Regions from separate parts of the Sus scrofa genome. Here region 2 is linked to region 1. Evidence: chromatin contacts called from public HiChIP or PLAC-seq data. All regions are on one chromosome and are shown on one strand. The core of a region is the stretch at or near the end of the contact, and the rest is flanking DNA. Distances in the headings are between cores, read along the strand shown. Region 1 overlaps VPS13D (vacuolar protein sorting-associated protein 13D). Region 2 holds the start of DHRS3 (short-chain dehydrogenase/reductase 3).

The links. HiChIP or PLAC-seq counts read pairs in DNA pulled down with a chosen protein or histone mark.
Region 2: an H3K27ac HiChIP or PLAC-seq map of skeletal muscle shows a contact between it and region 1. The contact joins the promoter of DHRS3 here to the enhancer-like site in region 1. A contact is called at or near these places in 4 of 5 promoter capture datasets (fetal liver, fetal skeletal muscle, liver and 1 more), 6 of 47 Hi-C or Micro-C datasets (embryonic fibroblasts, epiblast stem cells, fetal liver and 2 more) and 2 of 2 datasets of contacts at active chromatin or transcription factors (alveolar macrophages and skeletal muscle).

Annotation. Positions count from the first base shown.
Region 1 is chr6:72,451,114-72,455,198 of Sscrofa11.1, forward strand. The region is part of intron 64 of VPS13D (vacuolar protein sorting-associated protein 13D); the gene reads left to right. Among named protein-coding and RNA genes, the nearest start is that of DHRS3, 150 kb to the right of the region's middle. Within about 2 kb of position 1,283, at least 11 of the 83 cell types and tissues checked have an H3K27ac peak or open chromatin away from gene starts, as enhancers often do. A contact at or near this core is called in fetal liver, fetal skeletal muscle and skeletal muscle, where this site is marked.
Region 2 is chr6:72,597,197-72,600,919 of Sscrofa11.1, forward strand. It overlaps DHRS3 (short-chain dehydrogenase/reductase 3), which reads right to left and starts at 2,037. Exons shown (of 6, transcript XM_021095382.1): 1 at 794-2,037. The coding sequence starts at 988.

The DNA.
Region 1 (4,085 bases), core at 33-2,532:
TGAAAAACACAACCTTGACTTTTTTGGTAAGAAGCTCAGCTTAAACGGGTGCCTGGCATCTATGATTACAATTTATGATGTCACCCTCTCCTTTCTTCCCAGCCTTTGGCATTAAAGAGAATATAGCTATTCATTTGAAATATAGCGTGCTTTACAAGAATGAAGTCCTTGTGACTGGGAATGAGATAAGTTGGAGCTTCTTTTCTATTGTGAAATGTTCCGTCTCATTTCTAAATTTCTACATTTTGAGATGTTCGTCTATTTATAATTGACTTCTTTATGCTTTTGCCTTTGTTCCAGAACGGGTGAGAGGTGACTCCTATATTACAGGATGAGACATGCGGGACTCAGCTGGGGAGGGCGGGGAGAGGAAAGGAAGGGATGTGCAGGAATAACCCTTGACATTTGCACGTGGCTTTGTGCTTTCTCCCCCCAAGTATTTTTAAAACCACGGTCTCTGAATTAACCCGGCAACGCTGTGGGTGGCGTCCTCCTTGTCTTAGAGATGAAGATGCTGATCCCCGTCGAGAGTGTGTGTTTTGCTCATGTTCACCTGGCTGATACTGAGATCTGGACTCCTTGCTCCCCAAAGCCTGTGTGCTTTCCTAGTGTTGAAATAACTCATCTGCCAAGTCAGGCGTGTGTATAACCATCCTGGAGAGATTTATCCCCCCGCGGCACGGCCCCTCTCACGCTTCAGTCCTGAGCACAGGCCATCTCTGCCCATTGGACCTTGTTGGCAGATGGAGGCCGCGTGGGGTGGGAAGGTGTAACCCCTTGACCAGCACCCGTTGTAGGGAAAGCGCCTCTGCCCCTCTCCCCCCCACCCCCACCCCGCATGCTTCTCAGGGTTTTCAGCTATAGACAAGCGGATGATGGCTCCTCAGCGGTCCCCTTCCCCTTCTGGGGGGAAGCCCGCAACGAGGCCTGGCTGAGCAGAGCTAAAGCCAGGACACCATCACACCCACAGCCAGGCTTAGAGGTCTGTCCTTCCCATGCAATGCTGCATAACCAGTGGGGAAAACGGAGAAAACTGGATTTGACTAAACCATGATACATGTCTGTTGCTGAAAATCAGTCTTCTTGTTGCTACCTGTGTGTATTCTATTTATTTCTGTGCCTTTAGCCTTACTGCAAACTCTACCAGTCCTTTGCAAAAAAAAGCAAAATCCTATTCCCAGAGTGCTTCAAACCACTCCGAGCTTCTAGATTAATCTGAAACAACATCTGAGTTCATAACTGGGTCAGCATTGCAGAAGAACAAGAGAGACTTGCCAATTCAGCAGGCGTGTGTCTTGGGCTTGTTAGGAACCGGGACTGTCTTGAGGTCTGACTTGTTGCTTATGTTTAGACCTTGTGTGCTGAGATAATTCTGGGTGGTTTAAGATGACTTTGTTTCTTAACTGAAAAGGAGTGTCTGTTGCCTGATAAGTGTTCACCCGTGAAATAGCAACATGGTGTATTTCTTAGGGTAGGAGGGCTTTTTAGATCTCCAGAGGCAACCCCCCCACCCCCTGCCACCAGAAAAAAAAACAAAACAAACCCAAGGTCATTGGCTTAGGCGTATTAACTGGAGTAGAATGCCAGTCCTAGCTTTAAAATGTCCACCATTCTTATTCAGGGTCTCTTTGGGATTCTTTCTCATTTCTCTTTTTACTCTCAGGACTGTACATCATTATAACCAAGTAGAGCTGAAAACAGACAAACCTGCCCCACTTCTAGTGGATAGAGATCTGGGGTCCAAAAATACCTCTTTCTTGCTAAATTGCAACTTGTGCCATGCCTTTTTTTCCCTAATGCCAGTCCACTCTAAGATGGCTTTTGTTATTAGTCTCTACCAACACTACTCTTTTCAAGTTCACCTCTTGACTTCTGCTTGCTTGGCTCTGTGACAGGACATTTTTGTGGATTTCTTCCTTCACAACTGGCTATTCCTTCTTAGTCACCTTAGCTATTGATTTCTTCTTTACCCAGTTTTCAGAGTCCCAGCGCGCTCCTCCACTGTTAGCTAAGTGAGGACCAGCTGTTTGGTTCGCCCTGTGTCATCAACAGACAGCCACTGCTTGTTGGATCACGTTCTCCTTTAACCCTGCCCTGATCACAAGTACCACCAAAAGGGTTTTTCAATGTCAAGGCAGAACTCACACTTCCAGAATCCTTTTAAGCTTGAATATGTTAACAATATGAGTGAAGTGCTGAAAACATCAGTTTTGAAGTGACTTAGATCTTACATGACTTGAAGGAGGTTTTCCTACCAGTCAACTGGCAGAGTCGAAAATGACTCTGAAGTTTAAGCCTCCAGATTGCTTGTAAGAAACTTGGGACAATCCCTGACCCCATGTGTGCTAGACACTGTGTGGGCATTTTGCATGATTTCCTTAACCCTTCAAGGCAGCCCTTTAGACTCGTTTTTTCAAAACCGCACTGAGGTTCCAATAAGTTGAGCAGCTTTCACCAAGATGCATATTTGGTAAGTGGCAGAGGAAGAACCTGACTCTTGCCCCTGCCTTTGTCTGTATCCGGGCAGCCCCCGCAGACTTCTCGTCAGTGGACTTCCTTCAGGCACAGGGTCACTGGGGGTTCTGGGTTTCCACCTTCTAGCATCTCTTGTTGCAGGGGATGCTGATCAGATTTGGGGCTATGCTGGCGACTGAGTCCTATGGCTGTACAGCCTCCTGGAAGAAGGCAGGACTGTCCCTCACAGGCAGACTCCTATCACTTCTGTTCTGTGGTCGCATCTGCCCTGGTGACCAGAAAGATGCTGTCACCAGCAATTCCTCATGGAGCAAGGATACTAAAGAGGAAATTTCCATTAGGTAAATAACTGTGAAAGAAGAACCCCAGAGCTGGGGAGAAATTCAAGCCCAGGCTCCTGTGACACTGGCCAACTATCTTTGGCATCTCATGCTTGCAGAATATCCTAAAAGGGCCAGGGAAACTGATAGGACCAAACAGAGGGACGCAGTGTGAATTTTTTTCTCTTGCATCACTCCAGCATCTCCTTGAATTTCAGTTTTATAAATCCCCTGTTCCGAGCCAGGTCCCAAACCCAGGCTAATTTGTCGTGGCTCCATTTCTGTGTAGGCAGTGGGATTATTTTTGGAAAGGGGGGTACTGATCGTAGCGTGTGTCAGCTACACAGTAGAACTGGCATCTTGAGATATTTTTGAGATTTTTACCCCCTTGCTGAAAATATGGCTTTACAGAAATTAATGGCTTTGGACTGTGGCCAGAATTCACAAGCGTGGTATGTGCTAAAGCGTCCTTCAGTGGAAGAAGGGGGAAATCAGTGCTGTCTTTGCCAGGGTAATAGCAGGCCCTCTGAAGGACATTCCATTCCTCGGAGCCTTTCACTGTAGCTAGGACAGTGTTCACTTGCAGCCTTAAGTTTTTTTCGTGGACTTGGAATTGCTACCAAATGAGCTCTGTTGACTTAGGTCCCTGCAAACGCTCCTCTGGTGTTGAGGTGTAGTTCATACCAACTGGAGTTACAGAGCGGCTACAGATTACCCTGCCATCGCTGGTCTGTGCTCTCTGCTCTGGTGCTTTTACACCCACTTGACTGGGCATGCACCTGCCAGAGGCTCTACCCGCCCATCCTCTCACTTAACCCTCACAACAGCCCCTCGGAATCTGACTTTACCTACTTTGCACAGGAAGAAATTGAAGTTCAAGTAACACAACACCGTTTTTATTGACTGCTTCTTGTATCGGGCTCTGTGCTACGTGCTGCACGTGTATGATCTAATTCTCACACATCCCTGTGGATGGCTGTTCTCACTCTCGTTTGACGAGTGAGAACAGAGGTGAAGTCACTAGTCTTGCAGCTATCAGATGTCACAGTCAGAACCCAACTCAGGTGTCAGTGTCTCACTGTTAAGCCACATACCCACCTTCCCTCCTTGAAGGCGGGAAGCAGAAACCACTTCTGATTTATGCTTCTCATTCACGAGCCTGCCACAGAGCAGGGGTTCCATTCGTGTGTGACTGATTCGCTGATGGACGGGGTGCAGAGCCCAGTTGTACTTGCTCGCATCCTGATGCTCTGCAGTGCCTCTGGGATTAGTTTGTGTTTGTCTGAATAT
Region 2 (3,723 bases), core at 787-3,286, 150 kb after region 1:
GAGGAAGAGCTTCTGGGACTACCAAAAAGTGAAAGGCGGCGCTTGGGTGTTGTGGGCGTCGGGGGGCTCACCACGGGGTCACCCGCCCCCCCTTTAAAGGGAAGAGATCCTCTCTGAGGCTGGATTTGGGGTAGGGGGCAGAGGCAGCATTGAAATGAGAACAAGGGCTCTTTATCATCAGCTGGTCACCCCTGTCCCTTCTTTCCAGATTTCCAAACACCTGGGCCTCCGAAGTGCCTATAAGCTTAGGCTAGACCATCCAACACTGCTTCCCCCTTTTCAAACCCAAATCAAGTAGCCCCACTCTTCCAGTCTCCAGAGCTGCAGCCGCCCAGGTTGGGGCTGGGAAGCGAGCTGCCAAGGAAAATACGAAGCACCAGCTCGCAGGCGGCTCTCTGCTCTACCCAGGAGCGCACACACCCTGCATTCACCAGCGTGGCGGTAAAAGAGGGAAAGGCGAGAGGGAAAACACACCACCTTCCTTCGGGAGGGAGGAATGTGGGAAACGGGTGAGTCGGCTAAGTTTCGAAGCAGGGCTGAACAACCAGCTACAGAGCCCAAAGGAGCTGGTCAGCTCCGGACCTGCCAAAAAAGACTGGCTGGTGCCCCGGGAAATGTACAAGGTGAAACTGACTAGCTCAGCACTCGCGGGTGGCGCAGAAAAGTAGGGTGGCCGGCGACTTTCAGACCCTGCTCCCTGGTTCTGGCAGCGGTGGCAGGTGGGCGCACCCCCTACCCCCGAGGTCGCCCTCGCCTTCAGCCCCCACCCCCTGGAGTTGCGGTGCCCCGGTACCTTTCTGGCGCCGCGTTCTGCGAACTCCCTAGCGAGCTGGCGCCCGATGCCTCTCCCGCCGCCGGTGATGAGGACGTTTTCCCGCGACAGGTCCCGCAGCTTGGCGGGCAGCACCAGTCCGATGGCAGCTTTCACCACCAGATAGATCATCTGCAGAGGGAACACTACCAACGCTCCCAGCCATTTCCACACCATCCTCCGCGCCGCGGAGCCGGGCAGGGGTGGGGGGGCGAAACTCCCCGGACCGAACAAAATAGGACTTAAAAAAGAAAATACCCCCCCAACAATAATAAATAAACCAAATAAGGGGGAAGAGAGGCGTCCCACCTGGCCACTCTAGAAATCACCTCTTCCCAAATGCAAAGCAAGCATCGGGTGGGAAAAGGGGAAAAAAAAAAAAAAAAGAGAGAGAGAGAGAGAGAAAGAGATAAATCCTCGGGAGGAGAAAAAGCGTCTCAGAAGGTTGGGACAGTAAGAGAGGTGGAGGGGAAGCCGGAGGTGGAAAGTTCTAACAAGAACTTTCTTGCCCCAGCAGCCGTTTCGGCTGGGGAATTCTCAGGTAATGTTTACAGGCTGACAGAGGAGTTTAGGCAGGGAAGGAAAAAAAAAAAAAAAAAAAAAAAAAAAAGCACCAACCACACGCGCGCACCCTGCTACAGTCCCGCGGTTTCAAAGTGCAAGACTAAAAAAAAAAAAAGAGCTGTTTCCAAATTGCAGCGCCCCCCACCCCTTCTTCAGGGGAAAAAACAGTGTGTGTGCTGGGGGGCGGGGGGGGGGAAGTGCTTGTAGCTCCCAATTTCAGTCCGCAAAAGTCTCCCGTCTCATTGCTATTCTTGGGCTCAGGAAATTGCTTAAAAGCGATCTGATTGCCAGCAACGTGCAGGAGAAGTGGGGGGTCCGGGTGTCAGTTTCTTTACGTGCATGGCTCGCCCTCGCGCGCGCTCGCTCTCTCCGGCTCCCTCCCTCCCTCTCTCTTCCAGCGGAGCCTGGGAGTTGCCGCTCGATCCGGCTCCCTCTCTCTCCCTTGTAAGCATTTATTGCCTTCTTTTTGTCCTTTCCAACTTGGAGAGGGCCCGGGTGCGGAGCGCGCGTGGATCGGACTCCCTCTTCTCCGGCGCCTTATCCATTCGCTCCCGGGGCAGCCGCGGAGAGGAGCAAGAGGGCGCCCCCCCCCCATTTTTTTAAATACTCCATTAAGTCTGATTGACAGTTAAAGTTGTTCAGAGGCTTCACTACCGTTCCTGTGAGTGGCTGCCGCGGGCTCCCCTCCCCCTACGCAGTCTCGGGGCGCGCGCGCGGGCGCGCACTCGGGCTCGCTCCGACTCGCGCTCTCCCCCGGCCGGCTCCCCGTCTCTGCAGGCCAGGGCTTGCCGGCAGTGTCCCTGAGGGCTCGCCGCCGCAACTCACACGCCGGAACCGACTCCTGCGAGCCGGCTCCCTCCTTGAGACATTCCTCCCTGCCTGGGATGCGATCTCCCCGAACAGAGGCGCCCGCAGGCCAGGTGACCCCCTCTGCGTGCTGGGCAGGCCCAGAGGAGCTCGCGCTCGCCTCAAGCCATCAGGTCGCCCAGGGTTTATTTCAGATCCTTTGGCCATCCCCTGCTTCCAGGTAGGACCAGGAAGCCACTTCCGACCTTTGCCCAGAGGCCTCCTGTCTTAACTTTAGAGTGCACTTTCTAAACATGCCCCGAGTTGTTCAAGTAGCTGGGGTGGGGGGGAGCAGCTGGGGAGTAGGGTTTTGCTTTGAGGGGCAGGGGGTGGGCAGGGTAAAGGAACCTCTGCCCCCAAGGTGCCAATAAAATCCCTGAAAGATTAGCTGGGAGCGTATTTATTGCTCATCTGGGCTAGAATTACCTTGACTGACAGCAATTTCCTTAATAACAAAGGCCTGTAAACAAAATGTGCTAAACCAGTGCCCCCTGTGCTGTGCAGGCAGAAACTCCTCTCTTTGGGGCACCCACCTTGGCACCTCCTGTTTTCCCCCCAAACAAGAAGGTCTCCCCTGTTGGGGCTGGGCCCGCTGGGGTGTGTGTGTGTGTTGGGGGGACCTGACTCTATTTAGAGTTGTCTGTTGCAGGAAGTCTGGGAGGTGAGTCACTAAAAAGCAGTCCCAGCTAAAAGTGCTGATGGGACTTGCCTCCTGCTGCCCCTGATGTCCCAGGCCAGGAGGAGAGAGGGTGGGCCAGGCAGGTGCCCTGTAATCTGGGGCAGCCCTTCTCCAGCAAGAGGCTTGTTCAGACGCGGAGTGCTGGGCCTCACCGTGCCCCAGACGTTCTGATTCAGCAGTGCTGGGTGTGCTGGAATCAGTGCTCTGCCTGCACGATCTGCTGAGCATCTGGTGAGAAAGGCGTATTTGGGGGAGGGGGTGGCTGGGGTTTACCTCCTCCCTGGGCTGCAAAGACCCTTTAGTTCGCAGGCCTGGTGTGAGGGGGGGTGTTCTACAGGCCGGCTCATCCTTCCAGGTGAATTGGGAAAATCGTTATCTGGACCACTGGAAGAGCTAGAAGGGTTTGGGAGAGGGGCTGGATGAGAAACTGAGGGCTTAGATTCTGAAATTTAATCTTCCCACTGACCTGAAAGGGGTATCATTAACCCCATCTGCCAGGTAGTGTGGGAGGGAGGGATCCAAGTCCAGACCGGATTCCTCTTCCCACCCCACCCCACCCGGGACCCTCCTGCCTCCCTTCTCCTGCCTCCATGCAAGCCTCCAAAAGTAGGACCGAAAGGCAGGCCATGAGCTTTACAGACTCAGGCCACGGCTAAAGGCTAAAGGCAGGACTCTGTCAAAGTGATGGCCTCCTCCCACTTTGGAGGCCTGTAAAATGGGAAAAAAAAAAAAAAAAAATCCCAACCCTGGGGAGACAGGCTCTTCCCAGCCAGTAGTGGCTGGTGTCTGCCCCCACCTCCGCTGCCTAGAAGACCACTGGTCG